3 separate regions of the Mus musculus genome follow, and all the other regions are linked to region 3. Evidence: chromatin contacts called from public HiChIP or PLAC-seq and promoter capture Hi-C data. All regions are on one chromosome and are shown on one strand. The core of a region is the stretch at or near the end of the contact, and the rest is flanking DNA. Distances in the headings are between cores, read along the strand shown. Region 1 has its middle 18 kb from the start of Gm38579. Region 2 has its middle 33 kb from the start of Gm32462. Region 3 holds the start of Ncam1 (neural cell adhesion molecule 1).

Region 1 (3,730 bases), core at 1,105-3,604, 580 kb after region 3:
ATTCCTGTGGAGTTAATAGTATCATCAGGTCAGATTTCTACAGTGCAGTCATGAGTATTTGGGGCGGGGGGGGGGGGCATCCCTCCAGGATCAAATGTAGATTCCCTAGGAGAGGAGAGTCTAAGTGTCACAGCCCATATCCTTCAAAACTGAAAGTCAGGTGGTAAGGCAAAGGATGTTGGGACAAGGTGAGAAGTTGGGGTCTGGAGTTGGGAATGATGCGAATCCTTCCCAGGCTTATAAAGGGGGGGAGGTGCTCTCTGTCCTCAGGAGCATCTGGATCACAATGAAAGATCATGTTCCCAGCACAACCCACATGTCCCAAAGTGATTCCAACAGATTGCTTCACTCGAGCCCTAGAAGAACCCGTCGGTTAGCTGTTGTTACCTTGCCCCCATATTAGAAAAAAAAATGAGGCTTAGTTAAGCCACTTGCACAGACAGTGTACCAATAAGCAGCAGATCTGAGTTTAGACTCAGTCTAATCCTCAGCCATCACTATCCAACAGAAATCCAGCACGAGCCACCACTGTGACTTCCAATTGTCTCACAGCCACATTGTTAAAAAGTAAGAGACAAGGACAATCGACTTAATCTCCCTGTTGAGTTTTTCATTTACTTATTTTGTACTTGGATGTGGGTACACGTGTGTCATGGTGCACGTACGTATGTGGGGATCTTTTTAAGTGATGCACCTTACCTTCCCCTGGTTGGAGGCAGGCTATCTCTCTGTTGCTGCCGCAGTACAGCAAACTCCAGTCTAGCTACCCGCCAGCTTCTGGCCAGTTCTCCATTCTCGTCACAGGGACACTAGGATTACAGACACAAACCAATGTAGCCACACACAAGTTCCAAAGCTCAGACTCAGGTCCCCGGGCTTGTGTGGCAATCTTCCTCTGCCCTCCTAATTCCTGTTCATCTAACCCCATAGATACAAGAACACTGTCATTTTAGCATACCATTTAAAGGAGGATATTTTCATTGTCTTTGTGTATAGTCTTTGAAACCCCACTTGTAATTTCTTTTTCCCTTTCTATTGTGATTTTTAACTGTGACTGATCTGATAAGTGTAAACTCTTTCCTTAGCTTGAAGGTTGTGCAGAAATGGCACAGAAGCTGGCTTTGTCCCTCTGCTAACTCCTGCTTAGAGTCAAAGCTCACAGGGGGGCAGGCGACAGATCTAACTTATACACCACTGTGACATCCCCCAGCAACTAAATCATAGCAGGCACTGACTAAATATTTGTGGGATTTCATTTAACTGAAGGAGGTCAAACAGGATTTATTATTTCCACTTGAGAAGTGGCAGAAATGAAATCGTGAAGTGATTCGTACAATGCACACGGCTAAATACAAGCCCCAAGCTGGGTTACTGCTGCCCGCTGCTCCACCCACGTCACCTGCTGCCTTTAATATCTGCCAACACCCTGCTCCACAGTAGCATTGGCCATCACAATGACCCCGGGTTGTCTCTGTCTCTTTGCCTCTGGGTTTGATCTCGGGCTTCGGCAGCATGGATGAGAAGAGAAGTCAGTGATCCTCCATGTTTAGGAGTGAGTCCCAACTGTGTTCCCAGCAGGAGTGCTGAGCTTGCAGAGAGCCTATGTCATGTCCTCTCTCTCCAGGCCAGGGTCTCTCCAGAAATGAGTGTTCTTGAAAGTTTAGAGGGAAAAAAATGCATTTCCATTCTCCTTTTGGAGCTAAAAGCATCCTTCTCCTTCCCTGGGAAGCTAGTGAACCAGTTATAATTACACCCCATACACTGGGGAGTGTGAAAGTGACATTTAGCAACACTTAAGCCTGGGATGTGTGGTGGCTGCAGTCAGCGTCGTATAATTGCTACAGCATCGATCCCAACAATTAGCACGGGGAAGTAGAGATAGAGTGGAAGGTCTCCAAGAAAATGCCACAAACGCAGAGTAAAAGGGGCCTAAAATCTGTCTTGGAGACAGCTTCCCTTCCTCCAAATGTTAAGACTTTTATTACTACCGTCAAAGTTTTACTAGAATCTCCCTGGGGTACAAAGGGCCTAGGAGCAGAGCCGCAGGTGAAGAGAGAAGACCCTGGACATTCCCTGATGGGCTGTCTACTTCCCAAGTTCTAGCCCAGGAGGTAGGGAAATGTAGGCTATGGCAAGGTTGATGATGCTGGATTACGAGAGCCATGATGGAGAGGGTAAGGCTGGGAGGGTTGGGACCACGTTTGCTGCTGCAGGCGCTGCAGTCATCGGAAAGCGGCCTGGTGACAGAGAGCATGGCTGCTTCCTGCTTTAGATAGAATTGGGGACAAGGAGAGAATGCAATGGCTGAAGGAGGATGAGCAGGCACATTCTGTCACTCTGGGGCCCCAGGCAGAGCTCCTGTATAGCTAGGGAACACATGCTCACCCACTAGGGTTGCTATAGCAACACCCCACAGACTAGCTGGTCTAAACAACATTCACTTTCCCACAGTTGTAGAGTCTAGAAGTCAAAGATGATCAAAGTCGTTGCAAACTTGGTCTCAGGCCTCTCCTCAGCTTCCAAGTCATGACCTTCTTACTGTGACATCATATTGCATGTGTGTGAGTGTGTGTGTGTGTGTGTGTGTGTGTGTGTGTGTGTGTCCCTGATGCCTCCTTGCATTCAGATCTCTTCTTATATAGACATCATCCAGTTTGCATCAGGACACCTCAAGTTCCTCATCTTAATTATCTCTTTAAAAGACCATTCTCCAAATACAATCACATTCTGATGTGCTGAGAGTTAGGAACTTGGGGTAGAGGTGACATGATTCAGCCTGTAATGGAACAGAAATACTCCTTTAGCCTTGAAGGATGCCCAGGTAAATGTCCTCAGCCTTGGCCATTAGAGAGCCTCTGCCCCTGAGGAAAGGATAGACCACTGAGACTGTCTTACCATCAAAATCCACAAACACAATACCATACAAAGTAGAGTTCTGTCTATTCTTCTAGAGTGAATATAGGATTCATTGATTGTCTTACACAGTAAGGACTGAGTAGTCTATAAGTGGCCCTCTGCACACTGGGAACAGAGTCCAGTAGCTGCTCCATCCATGAAGCTGTACTCCTCAGCAGTCCCAGTCTGGTGCTGAAAGCCTGCAGGATTGCTAGGGGGCTGCTGCTCTTCACACCCTGCTGGAAGGCTGGAGAAGCTGTGTTCTGCTGTCAGTGAAAACTGGCAGCGGAGGCAGCAACAAGGCAGATGCCGGTCACTCAGAAGCAGGAAGCAAAGGCAGGCAAACAGCTCTGTTGTTTCTTTGGACCTTTTTACATCTTGGCTGCCAGTGGCAGGTACCACCCACTCCGGGGGAGGGTGTTCTCCCCTCAGGAAATCCTTCCTGAAAATTCTCTGGTTTTTGTACCGGTCAGCACATCTTGCTTGGCAGGTCTGTGCTGGACAAGACAACTAACGTCTCTTCTCCCCCTGCAGCTTGCATGGGACCTTTCAGTGCTATGAAGCTAACTGCCAGGGCGAGCTTCCTGGTCAGATGAAGCTTTGTTTCTGTGTCCTACAAAAGAGTGGAATAGACAATTTACATGGCAAGGAGAGGTAGCCAACATCATAGGGCACCAGGGAGATACAAATTCAAACCACAATGAGATACCACTTCACAGCTAGCACAGTGGCTAAAATGATGGCAAGTTGATTCTTGCAAGTGCCAGCAAGACTGCAGAGTAACTGCCTGGTATACACGCACCTGATTCGAAATGCATGACCGCCTAGGAAAACA
Region 2 (3,805 bases), core at 340-2,839, 650 kb after region 3:
ACAGTAACATTGCACAAAGTTCCCAACAGCATCTACTTTATAATACTTCTTAGACAAATGGGGCTAGTGGGGGGTTGGGGGAACCAATCTTTCCTCCTCGAGACACCAGGCAGGTCAACCAGTGTTATACTGTCAGCATCATTAAAAATCATCCACTGTTAATCCCTTTATGTTCTCATTGTGAGCCCTCCTTCTGATGTCCATTGGCCTGTAAGTAAGGAAAGACGTTTGGGTGTAAGGTAGTGTGATTCCCTAATTGACAGCTGTTGGACTCTCCCTAGCTGCCCCACGCCCTTGAGCAAAACAAGTAGATTTCAAACAGACAGCAAGACTACCACGGCCATTTTGAACACCCTGCTGAGCCCTAAGGAAGGGTATATGTCCATCACAGCTGCTAGCTCTGCCTCCTGAACGTGTGGCTCCACGCAGGATGGATTTAAGCCACTTGCACTGAATTTTTTAGCTGTCACAAGGTTTAGTGAACTTTAAATGATAGAAACATTTCCACCTAGACCAGAGAAAGCCCCAGGACCCAACAAGGGAACGCTATGGTTGATGCTAAAGGGCATGATTGGTGCAAATACAACAGTCATTTTCATGTGGAGTGTGCTGTGATTGGTACAAACTCCCTCTCCCTCTCTCCCTCTCTCCCTCTATTTCTCCCTCTCTGCCTTTCTCCCTCTCCCTCCCTCTCTCCTTCTCCCTCCCTCTCTCCTTCTCCCTCCCTCTCTCCTTCTCCCTCCCCCCTCTCTCTCCCCCTCTCTCTCTCCCACTCTTCCTCTCTCTCCTCCCTCTCTCTCCCTCCCTCTACCCCCCCTCTCTCTCTCTTGCTATACCAGCAGGCTTCTCAGCTCACTCGGTCAGTTACCTACTAGACCCTCTCTGTGCAGCCTCCCCCAGTGTTGCAATATCAGACCACAAAATGCTTCTCTTGAGTGATCAGTTCTTGGACTGAGCTAGAACCACAAAGGAAGAAGCGGCAGATGGCAGAGCCGGAGGAGTGGCAGCAGCCATGACAGCTGGGTGACAGACAGAATAAGAGGCAACGGTGGTGGAGGGGCAGCTTAGCTCAGAGCCGGAGCTAAGCAGCTGTCAGACTGGTCTGCAAAAGCAAAAAGAGGTAGCCGGCCACTTGACAGCCAAGCAAGGGGTGGCTAGAGAGTTCCGGACAAAGCAGGAATAAGGTGACGACAGAAGTAGAAAGGTCAGTGAACTGAGGCTAGGGAAGAATGGAAAGATGTAAAGACCCAGGGAGGAAAAGCTTCAGACTCTGGTCACTGGAAGAGTGTAAACCAGAAAGCTGTAAAACATTTAGGTCTGGGTCTCAGACACCCTAATCCTGGGAACCAGCTGTAGCACTGCCGTAACACAGCCGTAACCAGGCCTGCCAAGAAGCTGAAACAGGCAGGCACTCACTCGGGAATCTCCACTCCCTGGGCTCACACAACAGGTGCAACACTTGAGAAACTAAGGGTTTTAGTAGCCTAGGCTCTCTACCATTTCAGCCAAGGATCTCAATGTGCAGAGCATTCACGAGAGTCTGACACTAGAGGGCGCCACCAGCTGCTTCTGCTGCTCCTGCCTACAGCTCAGTACTGCAGCGCCACACTGCGGAATAGATAGATACACTGGGCTCCCAGGCCAACATGGAAGAGCCTCTCTTCGCCCACCCACAACATCCGGCTGACCAAAGGACTCCAGCCAGCTGATCGGTAACACTTGCAGTGACTATGCACTGGCCGCGCTGTGCCATACCTGTCACATAACCTGTGGTTGTATACATTGTTACTGCACATCAGCCTTCTCGAAATTTTCTCTGAGAGCCACATTTTTGCAAGTTATAAAATTACCTTTCAAGCCATGTGTAATATAAGATCAAAGTCTTCGCATCAAATTTCTCTAAAATGTTATGGTCCACAGGTCGCAAGTTCCCTTATCTATAGCAGTTAGAGTAAGGATATAGGCAATTCTGAGTAATTCTGTAGCTGACCTCAATAGTATTTACGTTATTTAGTTGTAACAACGTTTTAATAACTATTTCAACAAAACATGAAAGACCAAAGCCTCTTCAAGGGTAAGCCAAGGAAGAGATTATACTCGAGTGCATCTCTGCCTATTGAATACCCAGGCTCACATAGCAAAAGCTGTGGGAGGGGCAGCGAGGTGTCCCACTGGGAAAAGTGCCTGCCGTGCAAAGCTCGTGATGTGAGTCTGATCCCCAGAACCCACATAAAGGTGGAAGGAAATGACTGGCTCCACAAAGTTGTCTTCTGACCTCTACACGTGTGCCGTGGAACATGTATACACATACACACACCACACCTACATCATCACCATCACCACCATCATCCTCAAATTCATCTCAAGGTTTATCCATCCAAATCAGTCAGGACAGTGGAACTCAGCCTCAGGCTCCTTTTAAATCCTTTAAACCTTAGATCTATGCAGCTATACTGACTGAGCATTTATAGTTACTGTATTTAAAGACTTTCAAACAGGACAACACAGATCATTTTTCATCACTGTTTCTTTTTACACTGACATTTTGTAGCAAGAAAGAAAAATAGACAAATAATGACAAACTTGAATCCACACTGACATCTTCACAGAATCCAACTTCCATTCACTGAAAGACATTTCCTCAATACACCCATTTTGTTTCTAATCTGTATTAACTCACACCTCTAGCTGTCATATCAAAATACAATTTAAAACATATTTTCCCCATCCATTTGCATCTCCAAGACACTCATACTTTACTCTCCAATTTTCAGGAAGAGAAAGACAAAATCGAGGTGGCTGGGACAATCCTAAACAGAAAGGTGTTTTGTTAAATGTTAGTGCGTCTGCTGTAATGAGTTCCATCAGCCTGCATGCTACTGAAGACAGTGATTCTGTGCCCTAATAATTTTTTTCCATGCAAAAGCAAGAGGTTTATTTTCTGGCGCATTGGGGTCAACCTTCAATTAGTCCCTTGAGGCCAGTAACTAGAGGGCGACCCCCAAATGGCTATTACAAGCATTTTTTTATATTTTTAGGGGCACAGGTTACATCAGCAAGGTTACAGTTTAAGTATTGGCTAAGCATGTTGACCTTTAAATCTATTGGCCAGCAAGCGTGGGCAGATCTGCACCCTAATAATTTAGGTTCACATTTAATACTACAGCCACCTCCCACGGCGTAGGTGCCTACAGTGTCTATGAAAATGTTAAAAGGCTCTGATGGGGCGGGGTGTGGAGGGGCACGCGTATAATCCCAGCTTTCAGTGGGGGGTGCTGAACGGAGAAGACATAGAGTTCCAGGGTCCCCGAGTGAGATCCGTGTGATAGAAAGAGAAAACCAGCCCTCATAAATTACCTCTGACTGTCACTATACACTGTGACCCGGGTGCCTGCCCTGCCACACACACACACACACACACACACACACTCCACAAAATATAATTTAAAACAATTACTTTGGCACTGCCTTTTTAAAAGTAGAATTAATGAAACAATTAGTGTAGTCGTGCCTGGGACAAGACTGTCATTGTTCAGGGACAATGATTTTGTGGAAGCCATGAGGGCCAAAGAAGCAACTGAGATGCAAATGAATCCTTAGCCGTTCTACCAGCTACTAAGGACAGTGCCAACACTCCAGGAAGCACTCTGCAATCACCCAAAGCCTTTTGATGTGAGAGTGTTTCAGCCTCATCCTAGACAAATGGCAACTACAAATACCACCTTGCTTGCAAGGGTGAACGCAGAAACAGCCTTCCCTACCAGGTCTCCTGGGAATTACATCAAATGGAATAACCCAAGCACAA
Region 3 (3,526 bases), core at 70-2,569:
CGAGCTCCCCATTGTTCACACTTTGCCAGGATCAGGAATATCGCCCAGAGAAAGGAAGAGGTGTCTTGGGCAGCTGGCTACCTGCCATTCTTCGCTGGCACCGTGCAACCCTAGGCTCTCGGTGCGTGTAAAGGCACACGCGCGCACACGCGCGCGCACACACACACAACCAGGCAGCCCCGATCACGCCCTCCTCACCCTCCGCCCCTCTGCACTTCCTCCTGTCAAAACGCGGCGCTGGACCCTCCCATCCCTCCGTGCTCCCGGCCGAGGGCAGGTTTTGCAACTACCCAGCAATTTGGCAAATGAAAAACTAACGTCATTTGCACGGGGGTGCAGGAACGACCACAGGGCCCTGCGGTGCTGCCGGTGGTTGCCCCATTTTGCAAACCGTTATTCGGGGCGGGGAAGACGGGGGAGTAAGCGAAGGCTGCAAGCCTCACTTTACCCCAGCCCGGGACATAACGGTGGGGGTAAAACTGCCCCAGCCTTATTGTTCACTCTTCTCGAAGCTTGACAAACACCTCTAGGTGAAAGATGAGCCTGGGGGGCGACACCACCCGAGCCACGCATCCGCCACCCGCCTTCGGGGAAGGGGAAAGCAGCGCTGCCCATCACGGCAGCATCCCGGTCCCCATACCCCTGTCCCACCTCCGCGGGCACACAAGTGGGAAGGGCGTGCGCGGCCGCCACTGAGCGGGGAGGCAGCCGCGTCCAGCGCCGTCCCGGAGGGCACGGGTTTGGCTGGCCAAGCAAGGACGATACGATGCGCTCCCTTCTCAGCTCAGTGAAAATGCTGTCTTTGCTTTACACACAAAACCAGCCAAAAGAACCGGGCTTCTCGGGGATAGGGAGAGAAGACAGGGGCAAGCGGACAATTAACAGACCCGATGTAGATTTTTTTTAATTAAATTAAATTAAAATGTACCTGCAGTTCCCAGGAAAAACAAAGTCCAGATGAGATCCTTAGTTCGCAGCATTGTAAACTGCCGGCTGGGAGGGATGTTCTGGCCGCGGTAAATTCAGTGCCTTCCCCTTGCAAGCGACTGTGGACGGCGGCGGAGCAATGGACCGAGGAGCAGACAATTGCCAGGCTGGGTATGATTATTTTTGCAGAATTGTTTCTTGCCAGCCACTGCCGAGCTGCGTTCACGCGCTGAGCGGAGAATGAGTGACAGTCCCAGCCTCAGCACACTCGCAACTCGGAGATCCCTGCGCTGGCCCGGGTTGGCTTTGATGGAACTGGGGATGCGAGCGACGGGCGGGGGGCGGAGGTGAGAGCCTCACTGTGTCCTTCCACCACGCCGACCACAAATAGTTCCTAACATCCAGGAGGTAAGAGACAGGGGAGGCAGATGCGGCTGCCTGTAAAACGCGGCCTGGAGTTACCAAGGGAGCCGGGCTCTTTCACAGGGAACCTTCCAGGCAGAGCTGGGATTTCTTTTCACCCTTTTCCTTCATTCACGTCTTTGGAGATCATTCTGCCCTCCGGCGTTCCTTAATCAGGAATTTGAACGTTTTTAATAATTAGGGGGAAAAAGAATTTTAGATTCGGTTCGATTTTCAAAGTTGTGGACACCCCCCCCTCCAGTTTAGTTACTAAAGTCCTTGCAATAAAAAGCATATGGCTGCTTCTGCTTCTTCTTCTTCTCCTTCTTCTCCTTCTTCTCCTTCTTCTCCTTCTTCTCCTTCTTTTCCTTCTTTTCCTTCTTTTCCTTCTCCTCCTCCTCCTCCTCCTCCTCCTCCTCCTCCTCCTCCTCCTCCTTCTCCTTCTTTTCCTCTTCCTCCTAAGAGAAGGAAATTGGAAATTTGGAGAGAGCTGAGGGCTGTGGAGGTTTGTTTTGTTGTTTGTTTTCTCCTGGCTATGAAGTTCATCTTCCCACAGAGGGAGCAACTCACAGCAGCACAACTCAGATCTCAGAAGTAGGGGGTGGGGAAGCCAGTCAAAAGAAAATGCAGAGCCATTTATAAGTAATATTCAGGAATAACCAGAAACTGGTATTGGGATCCTCCCTCTCTCTCCCTCCTTTGCCCTGGCTCTTCTGTGTGTATTAAGGCACAGGAGCGACAGCAAGCATCCTCCTTCAGCGGGAGACCTCCACTCTTAAGGCTATGAAAATACAATATGACTGAGATATCAACACAAAGACTTCCATTAATCAAGCAGCCTTGTTTGTTAAAAGAGGGGATGGGAACATAGTGAAATCAACACTCTTTAGCACCTGAGTGGGGCTTGAGTTGTGCAGGAAATACAAGTGAGGGTGCTCCAGAAGTGGCTCTGCTCAGTGAAGCCCTCTGACAGACCAAAGAGCCAGTTCACACACAATCCCAAGCCCTGCAATGTTCTTTAAAGGGCAGACTCCTTGATGCTTTAGCAGTCAGAAAACCCACCTTCTGCTAGCTGACCAGTCACCATCCAGCTCTCCTTTCCTCTGTATAATGTACCCAGTCCTATCACATGCTGCGGGTTCCAAGGATCCATGAGAAGCAGTCTGTCTCCCAGGAATCTTTCATGTTCACTTTTTAAATTTTTGCCTTATGGTGATTATAAACAATTCAAAAATACAGAAAAGTAAAAAGAATATCTCTTTGCCCCAGATTCTAAAGATAGCCCAATTTTTCTAAGTTGTGTATATATATGCATACAAATTTTGTGTGTGTGTTTGAGAGAGAGAGAGAGAGAGAGAGAGAGCGCACATGTGCATGTGAATACAAGATAAAGCTGCCACAACCTGAGAGTTCTGAACCATAAGTACAAATGACCCTTTCCTCTCCGTAAGGGGTTTACATGAGGTCTTTGTCCCTGAGCCAACAACCTGATTAATATTATGCACGTCACATATATTTTTACATATTGCTAGTTGTGTCTTTGACGACACACTGTCTTTTGCCAGTATATAAAATGACCACCTTATAACTTTATGAGATAAATGTCTCTGACTCTTTCCTAATTGAGTTTTCTACACAGACAAAGATGGAGAGACTAGGCAGAGGGTAGAGAGGAGTGAAGGTTGGAGCATCCAAAATAAGAGTTTTCTAATTTTACCACCCAGAGTGAGAGACACACCCATTCCTGCAAACTTTGCTTCTTATAGCCCATGTCAGAAGAATTAAAAGATTCCTCTCCAAATGTTTCTATTTTTAGCCTTCAGATGTAGACAAGTGTGGAAATCCTATCTCACTTCAGCATGAATAGATTTTTTTTCCCTTTCTGTTTCTCTCCAGCCCCTCCCATTGCCATGTAGCTGTTTCTGTTGTCATGACTGTTCTGGGATTCTGCCCACTTACTTCTGTCCACACTCCTAGGGTTTCTAACATGGTCCTTTAACAGGATGGGTAACTGGTCCCTAGTTCTTCAGCTTTCTTCTGTGTTACTTTTCCACACTGCCCATAAACCATTTTTGTTAAATTTGATGATGCTGTGGCTGTGAATACCTCTGCCGCTAGAGAGAGAGACAGAGACAGAGAGAGAGAGAGAGAGAGAGAGAGACAGAGAGAGAGAGAGAGAGAGAGAGAGAGAGAGAGA

The links. Promoter capture Hi-C pulls out the DNA fragments that hold promoters and counts their contacts. HiChIP or PLAC-seq counts read pairs in DNA pulled down with a chosen protein or histone mark.
Region 1: a promoter capture Hi-C map of hippocampal neurons shows a contact between it and region 3, with 2.8 times the contacts expected there. The contact joins the enhancer-like site here to the promoter of Ncam1 in region 3. A contact is called at or near these places in 2 of 39 promoter capture datasets (the 3T3-L1 cell line and hippocampal neurons) and 4 of 115 datasets of contacts at active chromatin or transcription factors (embryonic forebrain, embryonic hindbrain, forebrain and 1 more).
Region 2: an H3K4me3 HiChIP or PLAC-seq map of forebrain shows a contact between it and region 3, with 8 times the contacts expected there. The contact joins the enhancer-like site here to the promoter of Ncam1 in region 3. A contact is called at or near these places in 1 of 39 promoter capture datasets (embryonic stem cells), 11 of 484 Hi-C or Micro-C datasets (adipose-derived mesenchymal stem cells, cerebellum, cerebral cortex and 7 more) and 9 of 115 datasets of contacts at active chromatin or transcription factors (SST interneurons, astrocytes, differentiating embryonic stem cells and 6 more).

The regions. Positions count from the first base shown.
Region 1 is chr9:50,372,492-50,376,221 of GRCm38.p6, forward strand. No RefSeq gene overlaps it. Among named protein-coding and RNA genes, the nearest start is that of Gm38579, 18 kb to the right of the region's middle. Within about 2 kb of position 2,355, at least 23 of the 459 cell types and tissues checked have an H3K27ac peak or open chromatin away from gene starts, as enhancers often do. A contact at or near this core is called in forebrain and hippocampal neurons, where this site is marked.
Region 2 is chr9:50,451,037-50,454,841 of GRCm38.p6, forward strand. No RefSeq gene overlaps it. Among named protein-coding and RNA genes, the nearest start is that of Gm32462, 33 kb to the right of the region's middle. Within about 2 kb of position 1,590, at least 108 of the 459 cell types and tissues checked have an H3K27ac peak or open chromatin away from gene starts, as enhancers often do. A contact at or near this core is called in SST interneurons, cerebellum, cerebral cortex and 4 more, where this site is marked.
Region 3 is chr9:49,797,750-49,801,275 of GRCm38.p6, forward strand. Ncam1 (neural cell adhesion molecule 1) reads right to left here and starts at 1,320. Exons shown (of 19, transcript NM_001113204.1): 1 at 929-1,320. The coding sequence starts at 980.